Regions from separate parts of the Oryzias latipes genome. Here region 2 is linked to region 1. A link is a contact called in public Hi-C data. All regions are on one chromosome and are shown on one strand. Each heading gives the region's core, a stretch centred on a gene start, on an enhancer-like site or on the middle of the called end of the contact. The rest is flanking DNA. Distances are from core to core; before and after follow the strand shown.

Region 1 (5,154 bases), core at 1,035-3,534:
GTAAACATGTCTAAATGCTTCATATTTTGATTAAAATGCTTAATTGCTGTGAATTGGTTGTTATCTAGTCATGAAAGATCATTTCTCTTATCTTTTCTCGCAGACCCTGAGTATGTGTTGTTTGAAGCATTGTGTGGCGCTTTGGCAGCTACTGGCTTCACTCAAATCAGAAAATATGCTACGACTCAAGAGGGTGAGTCAGTGTTAGATAAAAACAATTTAATTGTTCCTATAGGGATGCCATATCAATTAGTATGGCACCATATCTGATTTTTGTGTGTGTGTGTGTTTTTCAGGATCCGTTTGTGGGAATTTCTGAAGACTACAAGCAGGTCCTGGGTGAAGACGAGCACCGCCAGCTGACCGCTTTCTTCTCCATATGCAATGGTGACACTTTCTTACTGGAGATGCATGAGTTCATGGTGCTGGTCCTCAAAATGCCCAATGCTACGGAGACGTACCGGCCTGACTGGGGGTAAAAACCATCTCAACTCTTTTTTTAATTTATTCTTTTACCTGTTCTTAGGTCAGAGTGAAACACTGAGTTATCATTTTTCAAATTAAACCAATAAAAGTTTCACCTGAGTTTGTTCTTCTAATAAATGCACCTTCTGAGGGAGAGGTAAGCCGTCTTTTCCTATCAAGCTGGAGCATTTGGTCCCCTGTTTTACAATATTTGGTACGACCCACTTGTGGAATTTAACCAAAAAACATCCAGGCTGAGAGCACATACTCAGCATCCTTTTTGTTTTTTGAATACATATAATTATAATCTTTAAATGGAAAATATTTGGAATACATAGAATTTGATAAACAAAAACAGTTGAAAAGTTCAATGTTGTCCCACAGAGGTTGGATTTAGATTTAAAAGCAGTTCCCTTAGCTAACATTTATGAATTAAACTTTTTCCTTGTTCTCCTTATATTCCTGCTAAACAGTTTGGTCACCTACACTGAAATTGTTGTTGTGAGAACAAATACAGCAGTTCTGATTCAAAGTGCTTTATTTGTCTCCTAAAGCTTAAAGGACACTCTGGTGTCTTATATGGAACGCAAAGACCTTGACATTCCTCAAGATGTGGAGGAGCTCTTCCCAGACGGGATGTGCCTGTGCCATTATGTGGAAGCCTGGAAGTTCATCGTCACTTTCAAGCAGGAACGAGCTCAGAAAATATGAGGATAATTCTGCACTTTTTTTTTTTTATTATTGTTGTTCTTAATTCTTTTTTGTTAATACATATCTCAGATAGAAATGTTGAATTTCCAGAAACAGTGTTGATAAATCATGTTTTTGCACACTTCCATACTAAAGAAATGTGCCTTTATAGAGTATTTGTACTGATTGGACAATGTCTTTCACATTAGTATTTTGTTGGTGCCATTAATCACGTTTAGATTTGATCAGTTAAAGCCTCGTCTCTGATATATTGTTCATTCCATCGTTTCTTTACATTTCTTTGAAATATCTTTTTCTTTTCTATCTGTGCTTCAAGACCGTTTCTTTTTATTCATAAACATGTTGCAGCATTGGTGAAACTGAATTGTAACACATTTTAGCACACTATGGATGCTGTTTCTCAGGATTACACTGTTTTTTGAATAATGCACTCCAAAAAAGCCTTAAGAACAGGAAGGTCCTGTACAACTGAGAAAGAACTTGAAGAAAGTTTTGTTTGCACTTTCCTGATGCAATAAAATTGCATTCGCCATGAATGTTCTGTGTTTGCAACATGGATCTTCTATTTTTATAGAAAAGTCATAACAAAGGTAGAGTGTTGTTTCGACTTGTGTACTCCACTCATCAGCCACTGGGTCCTGTTGTCACCACGGCATTTAAGAAATCAGCAAAAACAGAAACTTATTATATTTCAGGTAAGAACATTATAGATCTGTAAGTAATATCAAATACTTGTTAAGCTTAATCTGACTTATATTTATGCATTTGCAAAATGTATCTTTAAAATCATTTTTTTTTACTTCATTAGTTGCTTAAAAAAATCAGTACCTGACATTAATGTTTTAAAGCTTTATCTCAATGTTTGTTTTTCACTTTTACCATTTAAACAAAATGTCAATTTCAGCTGAAACGTTTACTAGATCCATTCTCACAGCGAGAAAAAAAAAAAAAAAGCTTGTTATTATTGTACAGTTTTCAACAGCCCCAATCGTGTTCCGTAAAGTAATTACGCTGTATTTACAGATTACGTCACTGCTGAGAGGCAGTGATGGCTGGACATGATGCAGCACTCAGGAAATGTCTGCATGCCAAAGGTTTTGTGACATTTTGACCCTCTGTTGGTGGGAGCTCAATGTGTTTCTGATCAGGCTGATGGAAATGATACAGACAAGACAGCCAAAAGAATGCCGCTGGACAACTCCTTGATTCAATTTCCTCTATGCCAAGGTAGTGTTTAGCATAACAATGACAAATGGAGGCCCGTGAAAGTAAACCCAGCCAAGGACCACCCTTTGGGAGTCTGCAGTAAGTAAACAAAATCTTCCAAAATACTTTGTGTTTTTACCATTGCACTTAAAGGAAATTAGAACTATATGTGTAGACATGCAAAATGACCATTAAGCTCCGTTGGGTCTGCATGTAGTGTTTTATTTCATGTTTACAGCCACTCATTTCACCCCAAAAAAGGGGTGAGAAACATCCTGAGCTAGCTTGCCGCTCATTAGTGAAGAGGTACCATACACAGGGTCAGTAAACACACCCATAAATGGGTCACAGGCATGATTTGTGCAGCTCAGTCTTGCAGAACAAACTTCACTTAGCAATCTCAATCCATTCTCTTCCACTTGGGAAGGCTTCAGACCAGCGGTACAAAGGAAAGAGCACAAAAAGGCCAAATTATTTTTCAAGGTTGTTTGTTTGTCTGTGTGTGCTTTGTAACAAAATCAACATGCATGGTGGCTCGCTGTAAACAGCATTCATGTTTGGACCTGGTGGAAGTTAACAAGATCAGCAAAACTGGACATAAGTCCTCAAATCTTTACTATTCATCAACAGTAAACGATAAACTAGAGAAGCAAAATTTAGTAAATCTAGCTTAGTTTTTAGTATGACTTCTATCAATATCAAAACACTGAAGTTTGACTTTGAATCTCCACGGTGCCTCCAACCCTGGAGAAGTTTTGAACTTAACCCTTTCCAAAACAGCCTCAGATAGTCATCAAGTTTACACATTGGGGATCCAGTATCATTTTGGTTCTTAGACTCCAGGGAGGCTCTCATAGTCAGAAAAGGAACAAAAATTTCAACAACGGTGGTGTGAAATCAGGACCCCGAAGCACCCAAGAGACCCAAGGAAGCATGCCAGAAGGCTACTGTATTTTCTATCAGGCCTGACATCTTTTTTTGTTAGCCTTTTATATTGGTGGTGTTATTGCATCATGTCAAATAAGTCTATTTTAATTGCTGCGTCATATGCAGTGTGCGTGCCATAAGGTCACGATGGGGTGAGAGCGCAGAGGCCAAACTCTCCAGTTGCCCCGCCTGCTGCGCAGAGCTGCGATGCCGACGAAAATCTCCCAGAGCACATCTGTGAATTATATTAGCTAATTGTGTGCACTTCTCCCCGCTCTCAACACTTGAGTTGTCCTCCAAGCAGAAGGAAGGAATTAAGAGCACTGCTGCCGTGTTGTTCTATTAAATACGTGAAGAAAAAATACAATTACTAGTTAAGTGGGAACATACCACTTGGGACTGTGAGGGGAGCAGCATTGTGAGATTTCACATTTTAATTCTACGCCACGTGCATGGGCAAGTTTCCCAGTAAGCAGATGCAAATGGAAAAAGAGTTTTTGCACATAAAGTATGCAAAATGAGTTTAGTGCAATTAAAAGTCAGCTTTGCATCATTGATAAAGGTTGTTTTGGCACAAAGCTCAGCTCCCTGCTGAACTCACCTTGGCCCTTGAAATCTTAACTTTACCTCCTTCATTACTCCAGCTTGAATTTCAGGACCAAGCAGTCGGTTTACAGCCAGACGGCTCAGCTTTTGGATTCCAAAACAAAAATACCACATATTGAATCAAATTGTTATGGTAAGATGATAGGATGTTTGAGAAGCCCAGGAATATGTCTACAATTTCCTAAATATTAATAAGAAAGTTATGTGTCTGCTGCATTTTATTTTGAAATAAACGCCTGTGGCGATCACTGACTGGAAGGATGCAGATCAGTAAACGCTCCAAGCTGCTCGTCTCCTCACACCGCATGGACAATGAGAATGTGGTTGGTGTTTGATCGGACTAAAGGATTCCTAGGCCTTTGATTTTTCGCGTTTTATGACCTGCCTTTTTCTCACACCATCTAAACTTTTTATGCAAATAAACATTTTTGTGCATAAAACATAAAGAAGCATGTGATTGGTAGATTATTTGGTGTAAAAACGCTCCTTGTCAAAAAACAAAACAAAAGAAACAGGCGGTTGGAAAGCTTTTTTAAAATTTTCTCTTATAAACTGTACCCCATTTGTAAAAAACAAAACAAAAAGAAACATGCATTTAGGTCATAGCAGATAACGTGGGATGGATCCATGCTTAAGGTTTCAACCATGTGATACCAATCAGACACCTGATTTGTATCACTTGTGAGCCTGGGCTCACTAATGCCACAATCACTAATCTGGACTGGACCAAATGTGCTACAGCAACTTCAAGTTGGTGTTCTAGAAAAATGTTGCTGCGTTGATTAGCAGCTGCCAGAACAATGCTACAAAGACGAAGAAGAGGAAATGTTGCTGTGGTTTTTGTTTGTTTTTTTGTCATACAAAACCCTCTCCAAACAGAAGTTTAACAAAACTAAAGTATGTGTCTCCCAAGAAACCCACTTGGTCACCATAAGCATTGAGGTACTGTACTTTGTCTTTAACATCTTTGAGGTCAAGGACTATGTTTGAATTCCTTCTCTACCCCCTAACTGCTAAGAAACTAGCTCTTTTCCAATAAGAAAGACTTTGTGTCATATAATTCCAGCCGGGGACAAACCACTGTTATTATTTCTCCTCCATGATCAATTTTCAAAACGTTGGTACTTGTGTGAATTAAAAGGGACGTCATCATTATGACCCTGCCTATTCTGAGTCTCTGATGGGTGTACGTAGCTACACATAAATGCAAGAGTTTACACCAAAGGCTGACATCAGCAT
Region 2 (5,154 bases), core at 947-3,446, 250 kb after region 1:
TATACAAAAATATGATTCTATGTTATTCTGTTTATGGTGTTTTTGATGATGTAATTTTGAGAAGTGAATTGCATGAAAAGCACAGGGGGTGGGCTTTAATTAGCTTGGCTTCTGCACACTGCCTTTCCAACATGCGTAAACAGCTTTATTCAAATAATTATTATTATAATCGCTTTTGTTATTGTTTTTGTCATTGTTTAAGCCTGGTTGTTAAGAATCTTTCTCTTTATTTGTGTGATGGAAATAAATTCAATAAAAAAATTGTAATAAAATAAATACCGCCCATTTATAATCATTTTGTACCTTGATGAGTGATTTCTTAACATTTATTACAATTTGTTTTTTTTACATTTTTACAATGTTTTAGAGTGATGTGTGTTAAATATATTTTTTGTTGCATCAATACACTTAAACTTTGTCTTTGAATGATCTATGAAAGTTTGAGACTAAAAAGTAGTGTCTTTCTTTTTTGGAAGCTCTGAAAAAGAAAGTTAGAGTTTGTATTCAAATGTAGTTTTGTTCTTGTTTTGCTCCCAAGGAACAAAACAGTGTCCCAGTGTTTATTTTTAACGTTCATGCCTTCAAATAGCCTTGGAAGTTTAAAAAACTAAACTAAATGAATATTTAAAATGCAGTTAGCCGAATGAGACGTGAATTACAATTGTGTCATTCTTAAAAAAAAAAGTATATTACCATTAAAAGAAACTGCATAACAAAAAATAGTTTCATTTGTTATTTTTCAAACTGCTTTCACTCCTCTTCCTCACACTTTTTCCTTTTAGCCTCCAAAGCCATGTTTACCTTGATACCCAGGCATTAAATCTGCTCCAATACAAACTGAGAAGCAAAGTGAATAAAGCAGCGTGTTCTCAGGAATGTATTGAAATACCAATTTGGCCAACATTTTCTCATTTTCAGAGTTTGGATTTGTCACTGTGAGCAATCTATGCAATAAAAGGCTGGGATTCATTTATGTTTCAGCAGAGGCACAACTCCTGGCTGGTTTTTACTCTGTGACATTGACTAATAATACTCAGTGTCCAAATAGTCATTTCTTTTTCCCTAGTTTTGGGGCAAGGATGCATGTAAATGAAACATTTCTATATTGGTGAATGCTTCTTTGCATATGTGTGGGTGTCTTTTCTGAAAGTTGAAATGCATTCTCTTCTTTTTAACTTGGTTGCATGTTATAGAGATTTAAAATATTTTAGACACCTCCCGTGAGGAACTGGATTAAAACTTCTGAATTGAGATTTTGATATAATAGCAGAGCACTGCAACTTTGTGCTTTAAAATACTATCTATCCTTTTCAAATTTCCTATGTTTTTTCCGTTTGGATTAGTTTCAGAACTTGAGAATCACTAAACAATTGGAAAAGATTAAATAGATGGAAGCAAAGCTATATGGATCCTTGAAAAAAATAATAACCTACCTTCACATCATGGGGACTTATATATAGATCCATTTGCTATGTATTTGGGTAGAGTTTAGAAGTTTCTTTTGTTACTCAGTTTGATCTAATCTATGTGAAATTACAGTGGAGCAATCAAACATATCAGGATTAAACACAAGGTAAAGTGACCCTAATCCAGGAAAACATAAAAGGCTTGGAAAACTGCATTACCCAGTTGGGGATGAAAACTGCATGGATTGTCTTGGTTTAGTCCAATGATGTTAAGCTTTGACTCAATGCGATGCTGTTTTGAGGAGATCCTTCCTGCGTATAACATTTGGTGTGAAGCGAGTGGGCAGAATGCTCTGTTAAAACGCTCCCTTCATCTAGTTTCCTTTGTTGACTCACCACTATTTGCCCACATTCACACAGTTAATCACATATTGTTATGATACCACGGACTTTGCAGTATTGTAAAATGGCAATGACTCACCATTCATGTGAAAGCAAATAAATACCAAAAGCTATCAAATCTGCTTGCTTTGACACAATTCCAGTCTATGAATATTTTATATACAGATCTTGTTTGTCTTTCGCACAATTCTCCCCCCCCCCCCCCCCCCCCCCCCCGGTGCATGGCCTATTAATGTGCTTTGTTCAATATTAAACATTTGGTATAAAATGCTTCATTGGAGCGGGGCCTGTTGCTGTGGCCGGGGGCGGCAGAGCTCTCCGTCTCTGCCCGTCCGTCTCGAGTTGCGTGTGGCAACACGCTGCTGCCGCCGCTGAAAAAGCAACCCATCCCTCTCTTCTTGAGCTGCCGCTCTCTTGCAGTGTTTGTCCTCACACGGCCATCTGTCCTCGGTTGTGTGTTTTGCGCTCGGTGTTGCTGAGCAAACGTTAGGAACCTCGTGGACAGAGCTGTAAAACACCTAAATCCTTAAGCCAAAAGCCATGCAATTTTAACGCCATCCCTCAGTGGACACTCAGAGAAGCCACTAAACACTGTTTGTTCTGGCTGGAGGGCCAATGAATAAATAATGGGAGTGAATATATGCATGCAGCTAATCTGTTTTAGCCTGATTATCTTTCTGACTGATTGATGCAACTTTTTCTTTACCTAAAGCTGCAAGAGTCCATAAGTAAATAGGTACATGGAAATTACATTTAGTTTGGAAAACACATGGTGACAGTTCCATTTCAATTGGCAGAACAAAAGAAGGAAAACATTAGCTCCTCTGCAAGGCAATGAGCTTTCTCACTTTTGAGGGGCAAATAACTGATATCCACAAAAAACAGAGTTGCAAGAAAATGCAAAGATTTATTCAGGAAGCATTCCTTATTTTTGCCATGATTATTGCCCCCCCCAAAAACGAACAAGGCCACACTAAGAGACCAAAAAAGCATCAGAAGTCTGCTCATAGAATTACTAAAAAGTCTCATTAAAACCCACTGCAGATGGGGTGCATTTTTTTTCTATTTTGCCTCATTTATTTTTTGATTTCTTTGGAAATTCTAAGGCGCATTTTATTTCCCAAAATGTGCAGTCTTTTCTTGGAGTCAGAAAAAAAGGGCGAGGCTTTCATGAGAAGTACATCTCATGAACTGCTCAGTCTGGCTGCTGCATTTGACAAAAAAAAAAAGGATTAAATTCAACACATCAGTGCTCTGTTACACTTTTTTTAGCTATGGAATGGATTCACACGTTTTATCTGACAGGGGTTGTTTTCTCAATATACCTGTTATATTAGGATTTAATGATCACTGAAACTAACTAATTTATTTATGAATTAATAGTTTATTATGTTCAGGTCACTTTAGGGAGACTTGTTTTTCTAAGGAAGCAATTTTTCTTTCCAACTACATTTGACTTTATAGGTCTCTGTGTGATAGCCCGGATCTCCAGAAGATAAATCAAATGACCTTTTTGAAAGACCCCTTCATATTGTAATGTGGTTATGTTTTACATTGAAAATTTGCCACTTTGTGATTAATGAGCGATTTGGCCATTCTGATCCAGAGGTGATGAAATTCATCTCAAGTGAGACATTAAAACTGTCAAATGTTCTTTTCCCAAAAAAACAGAAGAATGCTGATTTATGCGGCACAGATGCATTACCTCTAACCCTAGAATCCGGGTAAAAAGTATACTTGTTTTTTCCAGTCAGTGGAAAATCACTTAACTCAAAAGTATAAATTAGTTTTGATATGTTTCTACCAACAATTGTTAAAAATAACAAATTTTTACGAATGATGCTCTGTCTTGCTATTTGCTATCTAGCAATATTTCTTATTCAATTTTATTTAACCTTTTTTTATACCACTTAGGAGTGGTATTAAAATGTTAAACATTTTGTTTTTACAAATAGTCTTCTACGCCTTTTCTGGTAATTGTAAACTTTAAAAAACAAGAATAAAGCAAACTACTGCTAAGCTTTGTGTCCAAGAACCACAATGTTGCTGTTATTCTGACATTTTTCTGAGTTCAAACTGGATTAATTTACGCATTTCTGCGTATCCATGCAGTCTGCAGAATCTCCACAGATCTTGAGCTGCATAATGTTAAAATAAAGAAGCTAAAGCTCAAAACAACTCAACACATACAAGATTACTTTTCACCCACAACCTTAGCTAAACAAACGAATTACATTTTGTAGTTATTAGCTGGAATGTGCTGCGTCTTCAGAGAAACTGTCAGTTGTTCCCATTTAAACAAACCAGATTAAACTGTTACACTTGAACTGTGTAACATTTGCTTGATGCACTTTTCAAGTTAAAACTGTGCCGTTTAATATTCCAGTAAAATATTTGTGTATTTTATTTATATTCTAGTGAAACTGATAAACCTTTAACAGCAACATCTACAAATGTGTTTAATTTTATATTTTACAACATTAAGATGCAATCTCATTTGAACTTCTTTTCATTTTTTCTCCCTCTTTTCCAAAATTATATAGTAAAAAATAAAAAGCTTCTACTGTTGTCTCCAATAGTGGTAATCCATGTTCGTTTGCTTACTTAGTTTGACACTTTTGGATAATGTTTTAATACATTTTCTGTTGGATTTAGGAGTCTGGCAGGTCAGGTACCTGGAACGATTTATTTTTTATTTTCTACCACTGCAACAGTCTTTTCACTGTTTCCCTTGAAAAAAAAGTATGATTGAAAACTTTATAAATTGTCTTCATTCTTTATATTCATGTTTGTTTTTCTTTTCTAGCTCCTTGGTCATTTCTCAAATAGACATCCACATATTTCTTAACGGTTCTAATCCACACGGACCCTAGGAGACTTCATTATAAATGAAATAGGGTCTTGTTAGCATGCACTCAAGCACGGCTCTGCCACTGGAGGATCAAACTAAATAGGTTCATTTGCTCTCAGATGCCTTTTTTTGGGTTAAAATAAAACCATTAATTTTGGTTATGCCCTAATAGAGACTACAGTTTAGCTTAATGTGCTTAAATACATTGGATTCTGACAATTAACTAAGATTACAACACTAAGTATTACATTAATCAAATTCTGAGGAGAGAGGCAGATGTGAAGTAAATTGGGAAAAACTACTCTAATACGTATTTTACTTCTAAGCAATCATCAGGTTTAAAAATGTGAGCGAGTAGATGAGAGGTCTGTGTCGTTCAGGCTGTGCTTTCTGTTTACACCCCCCTCAAAAGCCAGAGCTCCAGATAGATCTGCCTTTACTTGCCGAGTTTAAAATTTATTATATTAAGTGTATCAGAGTCTCCTTCACCCACGC

What was found. A called contact is a pair of places that touch in the nucleus more often than the background predicts.
Region 2: a Hi-C map of embryo shows a contact between it and region 1, with 1.4 times the contacts expected there. The contact joins two enhancer-like sites. A contact is called at or near these places in 2 of 5 Hi-C or Micro-C datasets (both in embryo).

What each region holds. Positions count from the first base shown.
Region 1 is chr8:10,587,112-10,592,265 of ASM223467v1, forward strand. It overlaps rnf213 (E3 ubiquitin-protein ligase RNF213), which reads left to right. Exons shown (of 68, transcript XM_020705294.2): 66 at 104-193; 67 at 297-475; 68 at 1,020-1,728. The coding sequence ends at 1,176. Among protein-coding and RNA genes, the nearest start is that of rnf213, 31 kb to the left of the region's middle. Within about 2 kb of position 2,285, at least 1 of the 8 cell types and tissues checked has an H3K27ac peak or open chromatin away from gene starts, as enhancers often do. A contact at or near this core is called in embryo, where this site is marked.
Region 2 is chr8:10,832,990-10,838,143 of ASM223467v1, forward strand. No RefSeq gene overlaps it. Among protein-coding and RNA genes, the nearest start is that of sstr2, 8.6 kb to the right of the region's middle. Within about 2 kb of position 2,197, at least 1 of the 8 cell types and tissues checked has an H3K27ac peak or open chromatin away from gene starts, as enhancers often do. A contact at or near this core is called in embryo, where this site is marked.